Linked DNA regions of Drosophila melanogaster: region 2 is linked to region 1. A link is a contact called in public HiChIP or PLAC-seq data. All regions are on one chromosome and are shown on one strand. Each heading gives the region's core, a stretch centred on a gene start, on an enhancer-like site or on the middle of the called end of the contact. The rest is flanking DNA. Distances are from core to core; before and after follow the strand shown.

The links. HiChIP or PLAC-seq counts read pairs in DNA pulled down with a chosen protein or histone mark.
Region 2: a POLR2A S2P HiChIP or PLAC-seq map of the Kc167 cell line shows a contact between it and region 1, with 2.5 times the contacts expected there. The contact joins the promoter of CG14442 here to the promoter of kdn in region 1. A contact is called at or near these places in 2 of 107 Hi-C or Micro-C datasets (both in the Kc167 cell line) and 1 of 6 datasets of contacts at active chromatin or transcription factors (the Kc167 cell line).

What each region holds. Positions count from the first base shown.
Region 1 is chrX:6,348,467-6,353,048 of dm6, reverse strand. It overlaps kdn (knockdown), which reads right to left and starts at 2,420. Exons shown (of 3, transcript NM_167072.2): 1 at 2,095-2,420. The coding sequence starts at 2,313. ND-B16.6 (NADH dehydrogenase (ubiquinone) B16.6 subunit) reads left to right here and starts at 2,648. Exons shown (of 3, transcript NM_001316630.1): 1 at 2,648-2,756; 2 at 2,811-2,927; 3 at 2,995-4,033. The coding sequence starts at 2,822. The coding sequence ends at 3,353. CG3847 reads right to left here. Exons shown (of 1, transcript NM_132089.4): 1 at 3,813-4,582. The coding sequence ends at 4,402.
Region 2 is chrX:6,693,086-6,697,667 of dm6, reverse strand. It overlaps CG14442, which reads left to right and starts at 2,667. Exons shown (of 2, transcript NM_132114.2): 1 at 2,667-4,582. The coding sequence starts at 3,712. CG14440 reads left to right here. Exons shown (of 1, transcript NM_132115.3): 1 at 1-1,802. The coding sequence ends at 339.

The sequences.
Region 1 (4,582 bases), core at 1,171-3,670:
AGACCCAAAAAAAATCAAGCCGGACTTGTGGAAATTTACCAAAAAAAAATTTAAAGCGGGCGGCCCAAAAAGAGACAAAGTTCGTTAAACCCACAAAGAATATAGAGATTTTTATTTATAGGCATTCCGATGTTGCCAAAAAAAAAAAGAAATGGGCGAATTTCATTTGGCGATTATGTAATGTATTAGAAGACACACATACACACAGGCACACACATACGTACGTACATGCATACACGTTAGCACTTATCATTCGCCAACAACAATGAAGAGAATAAAGTTCTTAATCGCAAGCACATGTCTGGAAATTCTTTTTTTTTCAATTCCAGCGTGACGTGTGTTGAAGAAGAAGAAGAGGATGGGAAAAGAGGAGTAGGATCAGATGAGGGATGGGTTGAGGAAGAGCGAAAGGGAGGGGAGAGGACGAAGGTTTTAACAACAGAAGCGACACACTTTACGGTTAGCTAACTGGAAGGAGGTGGATAGAGATCCCAGGAAAGCATGGGAATTCGATACACTGGTCGAAAAGCAAAGGGGTAATTCGAAAAGTTAAAATGAAGAACTCACCTGTGCCTCGGACAATTTCCGTGCGGAAATGCGATAGAGCGACATGGCAATGCGATTACGTACGGCTGCGAGTAGAAGAAAAACACTTTCGCCTTGGCTAGAAAAAAACACACACACAGAAAAAAATTTGCTTTCCTTTTTCTGGAAGTGAAGTGTTCTTTTCGTGGGTCTCTCGTCTAGCAGCTGCGCGGCAACTGAATGGCGCCAATCGCATTTTCTGCGGGAAGGGGCGGCACGAGCGCAAAGAACACCCGCTAATTCCCACGCAACGGCGTTTTCCGCTCTCCCCCAGAAAGGTCACACTTAAGGTGGGCTGCCTGCTCTGGTACTTGAAAAAAAACGCCCACGCAACTTATTTAATTGAAATAGATGTTATATGCTTTGGATGCATTTTTGCTCTACTAAGATCCATATAAATTGACATTTGCTCGAGTGCAGACTAGTTTTCAATTCCAATTTTAAAAAAGTCTATTAGCTATCCCAGTCGACACCCCCCATTTCCATGCATTTTAAACCGCTCCCTGACATTGTCTGTTTGCTATAGAGTATAAATACTGTCGTGTGAGGGAAATATCTTTTTATTGCGGGAAAATCAAACACCGACTTTTGTAAAAAATAATCATATTTCAACTGAAGTTTTATAATAAAGCTTTGCCGAAAAAGGCCACAGATCAATAAAAAGTTCGATATTCACGAAGACGTTTATCATCATAACTTTGTTAAAACTTGTCGTACAGTTTACAATTTAGTAGTTTTAATTACTTAGTTTTAGTAGTTTTTTTACTTTTAGTAGCGAATTCGCAGTGCTAGGATTCCTACCACTTTTTGAAGGATTTAGGGAAATTAATTTTTGGGTCAATTTTTTTTTTGTAAGGGGTAACATCATCAAAATTTGCAAAAATTGGCCAAAAAATAGAATTCCTATTTTTTGATACAGTTCGACAGGGAATTTAAATACGAGCTCGACGAGGTATTGCATTCCGTATTCAGACAATTATTTTTAAAGTTATGGCAAAAAAAAACTGATTCTTTTATGACGGAAAATCGAAAAAAATTATTTTTGCAAAAATTACAAAATTATAGATGGGCATTTTAATCATAACTTGACTAAAAGTGATCACAAAGCGAAAAGAATAACTGTTTTGAGCAGCTAATTGCGAAGGCTAACCATCCCAATCACTTTTTGACCGATTTGGAAAAACTAATTTTTTGGTAATTTTTCGCATTTTTTGTAAGGGGTAACATCATCAAAATTTGCGAAAAATGGTCAAAAAATAGAATTTCCATTTGTGGATACAGTTTGATAGGGAATTTAAATACGAGCTCAACGAGATATGGAACTCCATATTTGGACAAATATTTTTAAAGTTGTGGCCAAAAAACTGATTCATTTTTGAACGAAATTTGGAAAAACAGATCTTGGCAAATATTAAATAAAATTTGTTTATGGTCATATGGTCTTGGTCACCTTTCTCGCTGTTATGGAAAAATCAGATGAAGGGAGATTTATATTAAAAGAAAACTCACTTGGGCATCCTGCATATCAGGCATGTTCAAGGTTTCCGGAGTCGCCGATTGTTGCTGCTCCTTGAGATTGCCAGTCACGTTATCCTTTTTGGAACGCATTCGGAATGAACTTGGAGTCCCAATGGACTTCGAGTCCCACATAGAATTTTTAGCCAAATAACGTCGTTGAAAGGCAAAATGATGGCCCAAAGAGCCATTTCCGAAACGGCGTACGAACATTACTACTTTTAGCTGTAAATATATACGATATTTCGAAGTTTCTAGTTCGCTTTTTCTCTTGTTTTTGGGAATGTGAAAGCTAGTGATGTAGGATACAAAAATTTATTTTGACAGGAAAGCGATTGCGATAAATATAGGGATGGTATCAAACAGTTCGGAATACTGTATATACTGTAATACCGTATAAACGTTTGCACGTTCTACTGTGACTTGTTGTTGTGATTGTCTTTCGATAATAATATAATATAAATCAAATAAATTGACTCAACTTTTCACGTTAGAAAATATTTTTCAACTTCGTTTGCAGTATTCGCCACTTTTTGGTATATTTTCGTCACTACTTGGTATTTTACCCTGCCCCAAGTCAGGCCACACTGCCTTGGTGTTATGCAAAAAACGTCATTTTTTTGACAATTCAACAGATTTTTTCCCTTTATTCGAGCGTAAGTCCCAGTTTACCGGCCAAACAGCCGACTGATATATACTTTGTACCACAGGAGGAGTCACCATGGCGACGGCAGTGCCGCATTGTCCCCCGAAACAGGACCTTCCACCGCCGGGCGGCTACAAGAAGATACCCTTTGCCCGCGTGCCACCGAAGAGCTACTTCACAGGTGAGCTCCTCCAAATCCCATTGATCTAACCATATATGTGCTGGTAACTATATCAATCCCTCGGCAGGCTTCACCACCATCGGCACCTATGTGGTTGTGACAGCCGTTGGCCTGGGCATCTACTACTTGACCGCCAAGAAGGTGAAGCGCGACGAGATCGAGATGCGTTCCGCCCAGAATGTCATCTTTCCCATTTTGGTCGCCGAGCGGGATCGCGAATTCCTGCGCCAGTTGCGACGCAATCGGGACGAGGAGGCCGAGCTGATGAAGAACGTGCCCGGCTGGGAGGTGGGCACCTGGTATGGTGAGCCCGTTTTCAAGACCCTGCCCGAGGATACCCTGGTCACGCCCATTTTCAAGGAGTTCTACGCCCACTCCGACTGGAAGTCGTACGCCAAGCGTGCCCACTTGAAGCTCTGGTCCTAAATCGGCCTAGTTAATGGATTAGTTAATGCCTAAGCACGCACCTTTTTGTTTGTAGATCATCCGCCTAAGCGCCAAAAAAAGAAAGTATCGACCAATTATAATGTCAGATCAGATTGGCTGAAATACCGATTCTCTTTGTGTGTGTTTAATCCAAATCCTGTGCTGGACCACCCGAGGTAGCCAGAGATTTTTACCAAACCGGGGGCGTTGCCGTCCAGCTGCAATATAGCCCACGGGCAGTGCTCAAAAATGGCCAAATTAGATGGATTTGGTGGCACCAACAGCGGGGAATCCCAGTTGGCTGTGTCACCAAATTAAAATCTAATTGAAAATCTGCTGCTTAGTAAAAATAATAAATTCACAACATAAAACACTACGAAATGCTTATGATTCAATAGGGATTATTAAAATAGCAATGAAGAAATCTTGAGCCATTGAAAAACATTCTTGATTTATTTTATTTTTATTTTTTATTGAATTCAACATCGATTTGACGCTCGTTTTGTGTGTCAGTATTTGGAGTTTCGGGTTATTACACAATAGCGGGTGATCGTGAGCTCTAACATTAAGTAGTCGTAATTATAAGTAAGTAATATATATCTATACATGGGCCATGATCGACATCCGTCGACATGCTTTTATCTTCAATTGTAAACCGCAGAGTTGGCCTGAAATCATATAAAAAAAAAAACAACTGTGTGTGTGGATTTGTGTACAACTAGGTAAAAGATAAACCCTTTCCTTTGGAATCGCTTGACGACAGTGGCCCCCGTTGTGGCTCCCAAAAAATACAATATGGGTGTGGACTTATGTTTGCGTGTAGATAAACAGCAGCTGCTCCTTTCTCCTGGCCCGGGCGGCTAGTGTCCGAGTTTTGCATGGGCGAATCATTAGAAACTAGCTCGTGCTCCAGCTAATCCTACTGCTCCTAATCTACGTACTCCTGCTTGATAACAACGTAACGCACTGGCGGCGGCGATTTCTGCTCATCACGCTCCGGCTCCAGCTGCTGCCGACGCCGCCAGTGCTCATCACGTTGTGGCCGCCTCTACTTCATGTCCCTTCGACGCTTGATGCTGCCATCGCAGGTGGGCAGATGGCGCTGTAGGAAGCCCTCGAAAACGAACTTGCGGCCGCAACGTACGCAGCTGAACTCGCGCTTCTCCTCCACCTGCTGCTTGTGCTGCCGCAGTGCCTCCGCATTAGAGTACTTATCGCGGCAGGCGTCG
Region 2 (4,582 bases), core at 1,418-3,917, 340 kb before region 1:
CGGAGAAGCAACGAATCGATTGAGGCCAGGGAAAGGCGGCTGGAGAGAAACGCCGCCCGGATGCGGGACAAACGGGCCAAGGAATCGGAGGCCGAGTACCGCGTGCGTTTGGCCAAGAATGCGGAGGCGAATCGAGTGCGACGCCAGAACGAAACGGAAGTACAAAGAACCCTAAGACTGATGAAGAATGCAGCGCGGCAGCGACTGCGCCGCGCCTCGGAAACCGTCGAGGAGCGTAAGAAGCGGCTGGCCAAGGCCGCCGAACGGATGCGAATCGCCCGGGCCAGTGCGCCCAAGGTCATCAAGCCGCCGCTGGCCGACAGGCTAAAGGGTTACTAATGGAGGATCGTATAATCGGTTAGCCTGGATTCAGGCAAATACGCCCATTTGGAGCTGGCTCTCCGGCAGAGCAGCTTGGCCGAGCAGCCCTAAAAGCTGGCCAGGATCGGCAGAGGAACACAGACACATCTACAAATTATATATATATATAAACATATATATATATTGTATACAGCCTATAAGAAAAAAGTTTGAGATAAGGAAACCAGTCCGAAACCAGAAGGATTCTTGAGGACTTGCAAATGAATGGGCAGCAGGCACTCTAGGATTAAAGCCAGGCAATTTTTTTTTTTAAGTTAAAAATTAACAAGATGAAGTAACGTAATGTAATCATAAAGTAAAGTATTTTTATAATGCATGCATTATATTCGTACGATATGTATACACACACGACACAAAAACCAATCACACACACACAGACACACACACACCCCCAACCCCCACACACACATGCACTAGCATAGTCATTGCCACACATATAGAGCCCCCAAAAAAGGGCAGTAATATCCCCCACTCCCCCAGGAAAAAGGAAGCTTACAGCGCCAGGGTGCCTCACTGTAAATAAAAAAAAAAAAAAAACGGAGGGAAAATCGCCAACGACTGGAGGTACACCTCCCAAGCTTAACAAAAAGAAACCCGAAAAACTAAATATTAAAATAATTACTGAGCATCGCGGATGGACGAGGCAACAAGTGCCTTTCGAGGAAATCCTCGGGCGAAACTTGCTATAACATTCAAAAATCGTATTTTTCCACAACAACTGAGGCACCCTAGTGACGAACAACCCCCATATGTGTGTGTAAGTTGGTAAAGGCATGTAACCCAAAACGGACAGCGCCACTCACATAAGGATAATATACACACACTCGGCAGCTCCCACATAAATATATGTATATATACAAATTTATATATATATATATATATATATACATATATAGTTGGAGCATACACACATGATCCGTAGCCAGGCACATAACGCAATATTTGTTAAAGCACGCAATCCTTCCTCCCTTCCCCAGCCAACATCCAACCGCCCACTTTTCCTAGACCTTATCCTTATCCATATCCTCAGCCTCTTCCCACGCCCATGTCCTTCCGCGCGGGCCCACATGATATATACATGATATATATTTATATATACATATATATACATATGTATATATATATATTATGCTAATTATTATTAATAAAGTGTAACCATTAAGTTCTAGTCGAAATTTCAAATTGTTTTTCTCCTGTCTAAATACGTTTATCAATTGTTTTTTGCCTTAAGACATAAGATTGAGATACATTTTTGTGTATTGTAATATTCGTGTACACTAACAATGACAACACACAACAAGAAAAATCAACAAACAAAACACAACACCAAGAAAGTGAAAACAGAAACAGAAAAATATAAGCGAAAAAAAACGAGAATAACAAAATGAATATACTTGAATAAAGTTGCATTCACAATTTTTAAATGCTGCGTTCTGAGCTTTGGTGGGAATTTAATAGGGAATAGTGATAATCTAAAAAAAAGTAAAAGCGTTATCAACCGGAAATGATCAGGAATGGTTGATAATAACACTACAATTTTGAAAATTTCCTTCAAATCTGACAGAATGTCCTCGATGAACCTGAAGGGTGGGTCCCATTCTCAGGATCGCCATCCGTATGCTTGTTGTACATTTAAGTATCACAGCAATTAAACAAATTAAAAACTCCCATCTAAAATACATTTAAATATAAAATATAAATAATTTACAAACTCCATTCAGCACATGCTACTGAACTAATCCTATTATATATACGATTATCTACGATTATCAACGAAATGCTCTTATTGGAAATAATATAGTTTCTAATTTTATATAAATAGTTTAATTCACTTTTATAAATCGCATTTATTCATTTCAAAAAGATTTGAAAGCTTTGGAATGTTAATGCCCTGTTAACATAACATAACATAGTTGATTGTTATGTAAAGTAAGCTTTAAAACAGTGTGGCCAAGAGGCGAAAATTTGTTACAATTGAAATAGAATTATCCATGTCTTGACGTTACGCTTGATTTTTAAAAAATCGATTTCAAACATCAAGCTATCGACAAGCTGATCTAACTATAACATTAAGTATGGAAAAATAGTACATATATTCTGTAATATGGTACTGCAAAACTGCAGCCAAATAATAATATAAATATTATCTGCCTGCAAGACTAATTTCCAAATTGTAAAATAAACCCGGGCGATATTTCAAGCGGAACATCGGTTAATCAGTTGCATTTTCCAATGAATCGACAGCCTGCTCAACTATCGATGTATCGATACTTTTTACCATCCCTACTGTGAACAGAACGATTGTTGAAATGAAAACAACTGAAATAAGATGAATTAAATTAAATTAAAGATACAGTACCACGGATTGCGAACAAGTACGCATACTTCAAGTTAATGACATTACGGTGCGATCGGAAGTGGCAGATATACGCTGGTCCCAGCTATGTGGAAAATTCCCGGTAGTTAAGTTAACGCTGCGCCGCCACAGAACATCCTTTTAACCCACCAAGAGAAAAGGCGCCTGGATGCACCGCAGCACGGCGAATAAATGGAATTACAAATCAAAGGGTTAAGGTTTGTGCAAAAAGCAAAATAAGGAGCGGAAAAAAACTCGCACACACGTACGTTGCGTATTGCTTCGTTGCGCGTGTGTGTGTGTGTGTTTAGCAGTGCGTGCTTGTGTGTGCGGACGGCGGCTGCATGGGTGTGTGTGTATAATCATGTGAAAAATCGATTGGCAGCGCAGAAGCAGCGCGGCGGCGGCGCCAATTGTCACTGACTCGCAAGAAGAAGCACGCTTTTATGAAAACGCACGAAAAATTGTAATGGCCAAATACGAACGGTAATAAAGTGCATAATGCTAAAAATGGAGAAGAAGAATACCGCTCATAGCCAAAAAGGGAACGAAAGAAATGCCCGAGGACCACAATAACAATAGCGGAGTGATCGCCGCAAAAATAGAGTGCGAGAGAGAAACGGCGCCAGCACACACATATTCTTTATATAACTACTAGTAAGCAAAAAGCGAAACAAAACAAACACAAAGAGGAAACGCCAAGGAGCAGCGGACGAAAAAAAGAGCGGGAGACGGCCCAGAGCGTGCGAAAGAGAGGGGGCGAGCAAGAGCGCGGCCCCTAGATGTTATCGAAACAATCGGAAGGACTGCGCTCATCCTTTCGATAACCAAATACCCATCGTCTATATACACATATATAGATATATATCTATAAATATATATATAAATATATATATATACATAACAAACAGTACACTTTTGGAGCCCCGATAGACGACAATTTCGATTGTTGTTGCCCCGGCTTTTGACCAAGAATGGAACCAGATCCCAATGGGATAAAAATAGAGCCCTCACTTGATCAGCAGCAGTACGCCACCCATGTGCTGGCCATCAATGGCTCCAATGCCCGCCTGCTCATCGAGCATCCCTCAGCTTTGTTGGTACCACTCTCCTCGCATCACCAGCTGCAATTGCAACAGCAGCAACAACAGCAGCAGCACGTACAGCAGCAACATCAACAACAGCAGCAGCAGCATCAGCAACAACAGCAACAGTTCCAGCAGCAACATCTTCACCAGCAGCAACAGGATCAACTGCAGTTCCAGCAACAGCATCTCCAGCTTTATGCACCACTGAAGCAACAGCAATTGCAGCAGCAGCAATCGCAGCAGCCACCCACTCCATTGGGACCCACCAGCAGTGCCAGTTCCGCATCCATAACAGGTGCCTCCACCACTGGCCACCAGCAGAGGTGGAACGAGAGCCCCGAGGCACGCCAGCGCCGTCTGGCCAGAAATGCTGAAAGGATGCGGGAACGCCGGCAGCGCGAGAGCGAGGAGGAGTATCGCAAGCGACTACTCCGGAATGCAGAAGCCAATCGCCAGAGACGCCAGAATGAATCCGACATAGAGCGGGCCATGCGGCTAGTGAGGAATGCGGCCAGGCAACGGCTACGCCGGGCCATGGAGTCGCCGGACCAGAGGGCCAAACGGCTGGCCAAATTGGCCGAAAGGATGCGCATGTATCGCGCCAGCGAGACGAACGATCAGCGAAAGCTCCGGCTGGCAGAAATGGCGGCAAGGGCGCGCCAAAGGATCGCCAATGAGTCACCGGAGGAGCGGAAGGAAAGACTGAGAAAGCTGAACGATTATGCCAAAAAGGTCAGAGAAAAGAAGAAGGTACTGA